2 separate regions of the Oryctolagus cuniculus genome follow, and region 2 is linked to region 1. Evidence: chromatin contacts called from public Hi-C data. All regions are on one chromosome and are shown on one strand. Each heading gives the region's core, a stretch centred on a gene start, on an enhancer-like site or on the middle of the called end of the contact. The rest is flanking DNA. Distances are from core to core; before and after follow the strand shown. Region 1 has its middle 20 kb from the start of GPR155. Region 2 overlaps GPR155 (G protein-coupled receptor 155).

Region 1 (5,690 bases), core at 977-3,476:
TCTGCCTTTGTATGTGTTGGGGATAGGGGAAGGTTCGTGGTAGCAGAAAAAATAATGCAGGTTGCAGTCAGTTGTCAGTTACCACTGGACAAGCTGCTTTGACTGGGCATGACAACTGGTAGAAGAGACTTGGTACAATCTCTGAAGTTAGCAAATTGATGGAGTAATAGGAAAAGCACAAGATTTGGTTGTCAAAGTGCGGAAAGGGGGAGGGAGAGGGGACAGGTCAAAGAGGAGCCAGAAACTCCATCCAGCTCTGCTGCTGGGGTGGCAGGAAGCCAAGTACTTGGGCCACCATCTGCAGCCTCCCAGAAACATTAGGAGAAGCTGTATTAGAAGCATGGAACAGCTTGTTGTAGTATGAATATCTTTGTTGTTGTTGGGGTGGAAGGAGATGAGGTTTGTTTAAGATTTTCATTTATTTATTTGAAAGGCAGAGGTAGAAAGAGGAGGAGAAGGTGACATATATATATATATATATATATATATATAGAGAGAGAGAGAGAGAGAGAGAGAGAAAGAAAGAAAGAAAGAAAGAAAGAAAGAAAGAAAGAAAGAAAGAAAGAAAGAAAGAAAGAAAGAAAGAAAGAAAGAACAGAGAGAGAGATCGCCATTGCTGGTTCACTACCCAGATGGCCACAACAGCCGGGGCTGAGTATGGCTCATTGTAGTTTTTGAGCATTTACCGTGCTTGTGGTTGTCTGAACGTCCTACATCTGTGGTTGGTGTCTGACATTAATTTGGGGGAAATTCTCAGTCACTACTGTTTCAAATATTTCTTCAGTTCCTTTCTCTTTCTTCTCATTTTGCATTCACATTACCCAGCTTTCTGCCTTCTGTAGTTATCCCACAGGTCTTGGGTACTGTGTTGTAAGTCTTTTGTTCTCCATTCCTTGTGCTTTTTGATTTTCGGTTTCAGAGGTTGCTACTGATTCATCCTCAGATTCCGAGATTACTTCCTCAGCCATGTTCAGCCTATCATCATTCCAAAACAGCCTTCATTCCTGTTGCAGTGTGGTTCAGTTTTATCCCTAGCACTGTGTTTTTAGGATTCCCATCTCTCTGCTTGCATTGCCCATTAGTTCTTGCATGCTGGCTACTTTATCCTTGGCATATTAATCATAGTTATTTTAAATCCTCTGACAGTTCCAGCATCCCTGTCATGTCATGGCTTGCTGGTAGTTTGAACTGGTTTTTTGCCTTTTAATGTTTCTCGTGGTAGCCAAATGCAGTGAGTTGGGTGAAAGGAAATTGTAGATAGGCCTTTGGTGACGCAGTGGTAAGGTGGGGGTGGGGGCGTGTTGGCAGGTGGGAAGGGGAAGCACTCTATAATCCTGTGATTAGGTTTGTTTCCGTGAGTCTGTGTCTCTGGTCCGTGAATTTCACTAGTGCTTCTCACTGATTTACTTCCCACTCAGGTGGGACAGGGTAACTGGAGTGGGCTGCAGTTCAGTACTTGCCCCCAGGGTCAGATGGGCTCTACTAAAACCCCAGCAGGTTAGGTGCCGGTTAACTAGTGCAGACAGTGCCCTGGCATATTTAAAAATGGGTCTTTCCCCTTCCCCAGCCAAGGGTTTCAGTTTGTTTTTGTTTGTTTGTTTGTTTTTTGTTTTGTTTTGTTTTGTTTGTTTGGTATTTAAGGTGAGAACCTGGTCAGTCTCTTGGACATAAACCTCACCGAAGTGTGTAGGCCCCCTTAACTGGATCTCCCTGCAGGTTTGTTTTTTTTTTTTTAAATTAATTTATTTATTTGAAAGTCAGAGTTACACGGAGAGAGGAGAGGAAGAGAGAGAGAGGTCTTTCATCCAATGGTTTACTCCCCAGTTGGCAGCAATGGCTGGAGCTGTACCAATCTGAAGCCAGGAGCCAGGAGCTTCTTCCAGGAGCAGCCGGGACTAGAACGGGCACCCATATGGGATGCTGGCGCTTCAGGCCAGGGCGTTAACCTGCTGTGCCACAGCACCAGCCCCCTCCCTGCAGTTTTAAATGCTCAATCTTGTCCGCACCCAGCTGCCAGCAATTCATAATTACATTTCATGTTTTCGTACCCAGATACTCATTCCAGTAGATGCTTCTGGTAAGTGGTTCGAAATTCTGTCTGCTTGCTTCTCAGATTGTGGGGGCAACTGATTACCCTGCGACTCCTCTTCTCTAATGGATCTAAGATTTGTTGGTTGTTTACTTTGTTAGCCTTTCATTTGTTAAGTTAGAGCGGCAACTTCCAAGATTTTTCCATGTGCAACCTTAAACCAGAAGCCTCCAGCTATCTTTCAGATTTCCTCATTTTCATGTTTTACCTGTCATTGCTACATACTTAGAAGCTCAAAGTATGAACTTACAGTGTCAATCCTAATAATTTTTGCCTATTTAAGATTCTGCCATAATTTTAACCTGTTGCTCCCCAGTTTTTCCTTATGGCACAAAATTCAATATTTTCTGTGGGTTCCTTTTTCCATATCTGTTTCTCAAGTAAGTTATTCCTCATCCTTAAATTAAATCAATTTTAAAAATATTCAGAATGTAGGGGGCCGGCGCTGTGGTGTAGTGAGTGAGGCCACTGCCTGCAGTGCCAGAATCCCTCATGGGTGTCAGTTTGGGTCCTGTCTGTTCCACTTTTTATCCAGCTCTCTGCTATGGCCTGGGAGGGCAGAGGAGGATGGCCCAAGTGCTTGGGCCCCTGCACCTGTGTAGGAGACCTGGAAGAAGCTCCTGGCTCCTGGCTTTGGATCAGCTTGGCTCCAGCTGTTGTGGCCATTTGGGGAGTGAACCAGCGGAGGGAGGACCTGTTTCTCTCTCTGTGCTTCTGCCTCTGTAACTCTGCCTTTCAAATAAAATAAATAAATCTTTTTTTAAAAAATTCAGAATGTTGTTGAGAAGAGAACCAAGGGGTGGATGATATCTCTCTGTTGTCTCTGTCTTCTGTCACTGCCTTTCAAATAAATAAAAAATTTTAAGATTTTATTTATTTATTTGAGAGGCAGAGTTACAGACAGAGACAGAGAAAGGTCTTCCAGCTGTTGGTACACTCCCCAGATGGATGCAAAGGCTGCAGCTGGGCCAATCTGAAACCAGGAGTCAGGAGCTTCTTCTGGGTCTCTCACAGGTGTGCAGGGGCCAAAGCACTTGCACCATCTTCCACTGCTTTCCTAGGCCGTAAGCAGAGAGCTGGATCAGAAGCGGAGCAGCTGGACACCCATATGGGTTGCCCATCCACAGGTGGAAGCTTAACCTAATATACCACAGCACTGGCCCCAATAAATAAATTTCTAAAAAATCATATATAAGGCATCTAGGGAAGTTTGAATTACAGAAAAATGAATAACTTATAGTATATCTTAAATATTACATGAGCTGTACTTATATTAAAAAGAAATTTTATTTTAAAAATATCCATAGGCATTTCCCACTAACTTTTTGAAGACCATGTGTATGCATGGATTTCAAACTTTTTTTCATGAAAATAAAATTATCTTCTAATTCCATTTTCCATGAACCTTTTAAACTTTCCTTATAGAGTCCATATGATTTTTGAAATATATTCAAAGTAAATGATATATTTTCACATTTTGTAAATGTAAATGTTACATATTGATATGATTTAACAAATAAAGTGGGTTTTTCATTTTAATAAATTAACATTTCACTATAATTATATGCCATGCAATATTTGGGTATATTTATGTTAAATATACATTTTATTTTCATAAGTAATTATTATTCATTGATTTTATTTAATAAATATTTTTATTTTAAAAATAAAAAATATTCAGAATGAACTTAAGCTAGTAAGGACACAAGCTTAATAAATAAAAAACTCCATGCTGCATTTTCTTAACTTTGATGGGAACAGTCATACCTTATCACATAATTAAATGAGATAACTTAAAATAACAATCCAAGGCCGGTGCCATGGCTCAATAGGCTAATCCTCGGCATTGCGGCGCTGGCATACCAGGTTCTAGTCCCGGTCGGGGCGCCAGATTCTGTCCCGGTTGCCCCTCTTCCAGGCCAGCTCTCTGCTGTGTCCCGGGAGTTTAGTGGAGGATGGCCCAGGTCCTTGGGCCCTGCACCCGAATGGGAGACCAGGAGAAACACCTGGCTCCTGGCTTCAGATCAGCGCAGTGCGCCGGCCGCGGCGGCCATTGGAGGGTGAACCAACAGCAAAAGGAAGACCTTTCTCTCTGTCTCTGTCTCTGTCTCTGTCACTGTTCACTCTGCCTGTCAAAAAAGAAAAAAAAAATCCAATTTGGCATGTGTGGATACTTGGCAAAATTGTGTCCTCACTATTATTTCTCCCCCACTGAACCCTACCTCTGCAAGAAAGGGTCTTCCTGTGGATTTACATCTTTACTATTTCATTTGGAAGATTTTTGTCTTTTTTAACCTCATACTTCATCTTCCTCTCCATTATCCTTTCGTGCTTGCCTCTATCCTCCTTTCCATACTTTGTAGAGGATCTGTTTTTGTTAGCTTTCTCATCTGCCTGTCCTGCACTGTAATATGAAAAGGCTCTGTGATTCTGTGTGAGTTGTGGCTGCACCTCTTCCAGCAACTCTCATGTTTCTGTGCGGGAGACCCCGTTTTTCCCACCGGAAATTACCCCACCCCCACCCTGCCACCCGGTGTGGGCAGTCTTGGTGGGGATGTAAATCAGTAGTTCTCTTTCTCTGCAACAAGGAGCTACAGGTGACCCCATATGAAACAACTGGGCTCCAGGGATATTTTCTTTTTCCAAATTTATACTTTCCATTTTGACAACTTTTATCCCATACTAAATTTCCCATATTTTTAGAAGTGCAAATTTGTGAATATACGGAACACTGGAAACGTTTAATCTTGTGTAGAGGCACATATGGATGGGGGAAATTCAGGTGTGTACACTGGAGCAGCAGCACCCAGGCAAGATCCTGCAGTTGTTCCCGTTGCCTGGACTCCAGGCGCTATCCCGCTTCCTGTCTTGTGTCTGGACTTGGCTCTCCAGCCTCCCATCCATCTCATGACTTCCTGGCTTGCTCTGTGTTGAAGTCCTTTTGTGCTTAATTTAGCCAAAATCTTTTCCTGTCCTTTTCATCCAAAGAAACCCAACTGTTACACTGAAATCCAAGATTTTTTTCAGCACTGTCGCTATTTTGCATATTTGGCTCTTAGTTCTGACATGCTGAGTTTACTACTACATGAGATACTACCTTCAAAATGTCAATTTCATCCCAAACCCCCAAATTAGTGCAATCACAAGACAAAGTATTAGCATTATTATTAATTTATTTATAGCCCATCTTGTTTCAAAAGGATTTCATTGTGTGAAATTTTCCTACATAAGTACAAGCAAGAAAAAGTACATCTAAAATAAGGGATGAAAAATGAGACAAAGGGAGAATGAGTATAAAAGAGTGAGATAGAGCCACAAGGAAACCTAATCCATGGAAAGGTTCCTGGGAAGGCCTGTGGACAATAAGGAGGAGAAAGATGCAAAGTGTTGAGAGTGTCCACAGGCTACAAGTGTTGCCATGGTAATTGGCAACATAATGTTCTATTTTAAATAGTACCTGCTCAACCTGGATTTCTGGAAAGTTTACAGTATCTCTGCATTATAGTGGGATCATGAGATAATTAAATAAATTGTGAAATGAGAACTATCTAAATGAATGAGAGGAAAAACAATGTATTTACTTAAAGTCTTTATGTTATTT
Region 2 (5,690 bases), core at 1,875-4,374, 33 kb before region 1:
TTTCATTTATTTTGAAAATGTAGGAGTGGGCAATGGCGCAATGGTTAAGCTGCTGCTTGTGATATCTGCAACCTGTGAGAGTGTCTGGGTTCAAGTCCCAGCTTTTCTTTTGGTTCCAGCTTCCTGCTAATGCACACTCCAGGAGGCAGCAGGTGGTGGCTCAAATACTTGGGTCCCTGCCACCCACATGGGAGACCTGAATTGAGTTATAGACTCTTTGACTTTGGCCTGAGCCAGCCCTGGCTGCTGTGGGCTGTCGGCATTTGGGAAATAAACCAACAGATTTCTCTTTGTCAACTAAAATGAAAATATAAATACTACATCACATTACTAAATATACCTCAAGTACTTTGGGATAATCTTGCAAGTAAAATTATGTCACCTGCACCATGAAGTATAATTTTGTGGCTAATGAACCAAGTAAGGTGAAGAAATACTAAGGAGCTGATAAGAACTTCTTATTTGATAGGCTAGGACCAGATAGCTAATAATATTTCTGTTGATTTTCCAATATGTAAAAAGTTCAGTCAATCTCAGAATTACAGATTATTTTTCCAAAAGTCATGGAAAAATAGTTTGTGTTGAAAATTATTGTTATCATTCTAAGATATTTTTAAGATTGTAATGGATTTAGATCCTGCAAAATTCTTGTAAATATGATCTAACTAGGACATCGGGTGATAGTTAGGAAATTTTATAAAAAGGCTGAAGGGAAACCAATCATCTTTATCCTTTGAGAATAAAATTAAAGGGTAATCTACATGGAATAAGGAAATGATTTTCTAACATACACAAATATCACATTTTCTCTGAAATTACAACTACTCTATTGGGAAAAATTAACAACATTCAAAGAAAAAACAGTTGCAGACACACCCCAATGAATTGGATAAATAAGGCTTTTATAAAGCATTAATTCCTACATCAAGTAAGCAAAACTTACAGTTTGGCTGTGATGAGAAGAATTAAGACAACAAATGACGACTTCTTCAGTCTCCTTATTTTTCCTACCATGGTAAGACCAAGATAAAATAGGGCTGATCCCGAGAAAGAATTTCCAAGTCCATCAAGAAAATTTTCCATATATACAGGAATCTTTTTATCAAGAATAAAATTGAAGGCAATGCCAATGAAGACCATAAATACTATTGGGTTCTGTAACACACGCAGAAATCCAAGTCCCACAATTTTCACTTTGTTTTGTGAAGTACTTTGAGTGTCTTTTGACTTCTGGATTTCACAGAAGATAAACCCTACAGGGTTTAACATCATAAGAGATATTGGGGCCACCAAATAAATGTACTGAAGATATTCTGGGTATGTAGTTTGATATAAAGCTTCAACTGCAAAACAAGAATACTGATTTTAAAATGATTGCCATAGAAATATATGAATATATTATGTATACAACATTTTCTGTGCCTAATAATAGCATGCTGTAAACCAATCTACATTGGGCCAAATGATCTCATTAGCCTATTTTTGGAAACATAAATTTTAGTAATAAAGCTAAAAAGGAAGAAAACCTTACTGTATCATCTAGTTCATAAAATGATAACCAACATTTTTTTTTTTTTTTTTTGACAGGCAGAGTGGACAGTGAGACAGGTCTTCCTTTGCCGTTGGTTCACCCTCCAATGGCCGCTGCGCTGCGGCAGACACATCGTGCTGATCCGAAGCCAGGTGCTTCTCCTGGTCTCCCATGTGGGTGCAGGGCCCAAGGACCTGGGCCATCCTCCACTGCACTCCCGGGCCATAGCAGAGAGCTAGCCTGGAAGGGGGGCAACCGGGACAGAATCTGGCGCCCCGACCGGGACTAGAACCCAGGGTGCCGGCGCCGCAAGGCGGAGGATTAGCCTAGTGAGCCACGGCGCTGGCTGATAACCAACATTTGATGTGGGCATTTGACAATAGTTAAGAAGATACTTGGGACACCTGCATCTCCTATCAGAGTACTTAGTGCAAGAAATGCCTGTGCTCCTGATTCCAGCTACCAGTATTCCTGCTAGCGTAAACCTTAGGAGGCAGCAGATGATGGCTCAAGTTCTTGGGTTCTTGACACTCGCAATGGGAGACCAGGACTGAGTTCCAGGCTCCTGGCTTGGTCAGGCCCAGCCCTAGCTATTGTAGGTATTTGGGGAGCCATGGGAAATATCTCTCCATCTTTCTCTCTCTCTCCTCCTCCCTAATAAATTTTAATTATAGCATACTGTAAACCAAAATTTTAAATGATAACCAACTTTAAAAATTCAGCAAGACCTAGCTAATTTTTACCATCTAAGGGCTAAGATTAGCTTCCAAAAAATGCAGAATTTTAGAAAGAAATAATTCAATGCAAAAATCTAGTAGCAAACAAAATATTTAAGCAGCAATAGCAATAAGGCAATTGTTTGTACCTGTGAAGAGAGCAGTTTCACTGGCTTGATAAGCAGATGTCAGATTACAGAGGATTGCAGAGAGAGAGTAGGAGACAAAGGACTAAAACATGACCACTGAAGTGATGGAGCCCACACTGTACAGGAAGAGAAGTGAAGGTGGGAGATGGCTGACAGAAAGAAGGGCCAAAGACTGCAGGGCCCTAGAAAGTCCAAGAATTCAGTGCAGTTGGAAGTTTAGTGGAGCAGGACAGATAATGAGCTATTAAGTGTAAGATTTCCCGGCTGACTATGGCCATTGGAGTTGGTGAAATGGAGTAGATACCACCGGAAATGAGGAGATCCAGGAACCAGGAGGGCAGAGAATTTAATGAGAAGTTCACAAGGGTGCTAAAGTGAGACAAGATAGTGGTAAAACTTGGGATAAGGATGACAACAGCGAATTGAGTATTAACATCTTCAATCAATGAGGGGAAATGACCGGAACGAGGTTAGAAGATGATGGCAACGAGGATGAGCAGTTGAGCCAGACGGCATACACTTCAAAGCAGTTGTTCCCAGAGCTGAGCACGATGGCCTAGCAGCAGTGCAGGTAACTGAGCAGGAGGAGCAGGAGGAGCAGAAGGTTTGTGGGCTGCGGGGAGAGGAACAGCTGCCATGTGAGTGCTGGCAGGGAAGCCCAGTGAGGGTTCTGAACTAGGGAGAGAAAGCTGGCTCCAAGAAATGTTCGGGAGGGGAATACAGGGAGTCACAACAGTGCTGATTCAATAAGAAGTGCAAATTCGACTCTCCCCTCTTGGGAAAACACAGGCTTCTTTTTTTTCCATATAGCATGTTCTCAAGTGCAAGCTAATCGCTTCACCTGTTGTTCACTGACAAGCACGGCTGGAGAAAAAGAGAACTGGCTGTGTTAGATGTACAAGAATGGTGCGCTAGAAAGGATGCATGAGTATTTCATGGGAGATTTAAGGGATTTTTCCAGAGCTTGAGTCTATAAGATAACTTCAGGACTTGATCACTGTGCAACATGTAGGAGAGGAGAGGGGGTTGCATCAGACTTCTAGCGGTTGCCTGGTAGAGATGAGTGTTAGTGGCCTGGCCAAGGCGACTGAGAGCCTTGGAGCAAACAACCCAGTCTCTAGGCACATTTTTGGCAATGGATCCCCAAATTATCCAACCTGCTACCTATAAAGGCTGATTCATAACTGACTTGAAGTTGAGATAAAAGATAAAAAATGAATAGCCACAATTACAAGGAGAGATGCAATTGTGTGAAAAAGTGTAAAAGATTAAACTTCTCAACTTACATTTAGAAAGAGTGACATGGGGAGGAAAATATATTTGTTTACTTACTCAGGATACATAAGTTCAGTTACCACCATGCACATGACTCATTAATGTTATGCAACTAGATTATACAACCTGCAGAAGTTCACCTTGTTCTCATTAGCTAAAAACCTACTTTTTATAAGATTCAATCCCTCTTTTGTCAGCTAAGCACATACAGAGGTCTATATCTCCAAAATAAAGCCGTGGTTAAAAAAAATATTTAATCACATAAGATTTCATAAATTCTTCTTTCACTGATTTTTAAATAAGGTATGCTAGCACTCTTTCAGTGGGTTTCCTTCATGTGTTGTCAGGTTTCATCTTTTGACTAAAAAAAGCAGGACTTTTGATAACTATTTCTAAATAGCTCTACTTCTGATTAGATGTTCTACCTCAAAAAAGAAAGGTGTCAATACCTGCCCACCACTCAACTTTTTTTTTTTTTTTTTTTTTTTTTTTGACAGGCAGAGTGGACAGTGAGAGAGAGACAGAGAGAAAGGTCTTCCTTTGCCGTTGGTTCACCCTCCAATGGCCGCCGCGGCCGGCGCGCTGCGGCCGGCGCACCGCGCTGATCCGGTGGCAGGAGCCAGGAGCCAGGTGCTTTTCCTGGTCTCCCATGGGGTGCAGGGCCCAAGCACCTGGGCCATCCTCCACTGCACTCCCTGGCCACAGCAGAGGGCTGGCCTGGAAGAGGGGCAACCGGGACAGAATCCGGCGCCCCAACCGGGACTAGAACCTGGTGTGCCAGCGCCGCTAGGCGGAGGATTAGCCTAGTGAGCCGCGGCGCCGGCCCGCACCACTCAACTTTTAATGTAGAGTATATATTCTGGAAGTCTTGTGTTTTCAATCTACGTACAAGAATTTTTCTTAAGTGGCCACAATAAAAAGTGAAGGTGTTTCTTGTGACAAGTCACAGCTATCTTTCTTTGCTCTATTCAAAGCCCCTTATCTGTAATGCCCTTTTCCGGAATAGAAATTTACTTTGCTGGCACTTTAGTAATGCCACATAATAGACTCTAGATTATTCCAAGAGCTCAATGTAAATTTGAGCAACAGTTTTTATTACCTATGGCTGGCCAGTCACCAAGTATGGTTGAGTCCCCTAATCCTTGGTTTCGCTCTCCATCGAATCAGTTACCCAGGGTCAACAAGAAGGGGGAGCATAGTACAATGAGATACTGAGAGTGAGACCAACCACATCCCCATAACTTTTATCACAGTGTATGGTTACAAGTGTTCTATTTTAAGTTGTCGTTAATTTCTCACTGGGTCTAATTCATAAATTGAAACTTAGCTTAGATCTGTATGCATAAAGAAAAACACCCTATGTAGGGTTTCAGGCATGCGCTGTATCCCCAGCAGATAAGGAGACCTACTGTACTGCCTTTCTTTTGTAGGTTATTCTGTATTTTCTCTTGATTTCCACCATTATTATTATTTGTCAAAAATCCCAACATTAGATTACTTCATGTGTTTCCCAACCTATACTCTTTTGTTTTTTCTCAGTCATCCCCTTCGCTCACTGCCAACAGTACCATGTAAATCTTAACTTTGAAAAGTCAAAATCTTTCAACAGTGAACATTTTCCCAGAGTTCTCACGCCTACAGGAAGAACTGTAACAGCTTTCTTTGGATATTCAGAGCCCAGTCTCCACACGTGCTGCTTATTTCTCCAACTCCTCCCTCACTGCTCCCTAATGCAGACTCCATGAGGCAGTTTACTGTCACTGTGCTCCTAATTCCAGCTCTGCATGCGAATCAGACTAGACTAGCACACCTCCAGCTTCTTGACATCTTTCCTTTCTTACCTGATTCCTGCCTACTACCTAAGGCTGGCCTCTTTGCAACACTTCCAGCAAGTCTTCAGTCTGTGGCATGGGTCTCCCTCTCTCTGGAATACTATGGCACTTTGTTTCTTAGTGCTACCCCAACTTCTGAGCCCCTGGCAGACACACTTCTCCAACCCACAGTCTAGCACAGTGCTGA

What was found. Hi-C and Micro-C count contacts between places; a contact is called where the count stands out from the background.
Region 2: a Hi-C map of embryonic fibroblasts shows a contact between it and region 1, with 1.8 times the contacts expected there. The contact joins two enhancer-like sites. A contact is called at or near these places in 5 of 6 Hi-C or Micro-C datasets (ear pinna, embryonic fibroblasts, psoas muscle and 2 more).

What each region holds. Positions count from the first base shown.
Region 1 is chr3:66,659,542-66,665,231 of mOryCun1.1, reverse strand. No RefSeq gene overlaps it. Among named protein-coding and RNA genes, the nearest start is that of GPR155, 20 kb to the left of the region's middle. Within about 2 kb of position 2,226, at least 1 of the 8 cell types and tissues checked has an H3K27ac peak or open chromatin away from gene starts, as enhancers often do. A contact at or near this core is called in ear pinna, where this site is marked.
Region 2 is chr3:66,693,440-66,699,129 of mOryCun1.1, reverse strand. It overlaps GPR155 (G protein-coupled receptor 155), which reads right to left. Exons shown (of 16, transcript XM_008258765.4): 3 at 944-1,343. Among named protein-coding and RNA genes, the nearest start is that of GPR155, 14 kb to the right of the region's middle. Within about 2 kb of position 3,124, at least 1 of the 8 cell types and tissues checked has an H3K27ac peak or open chromatin away from gene starts, as enhancers often do. A contact at or near this core is called in ear pinna, where this site is marked.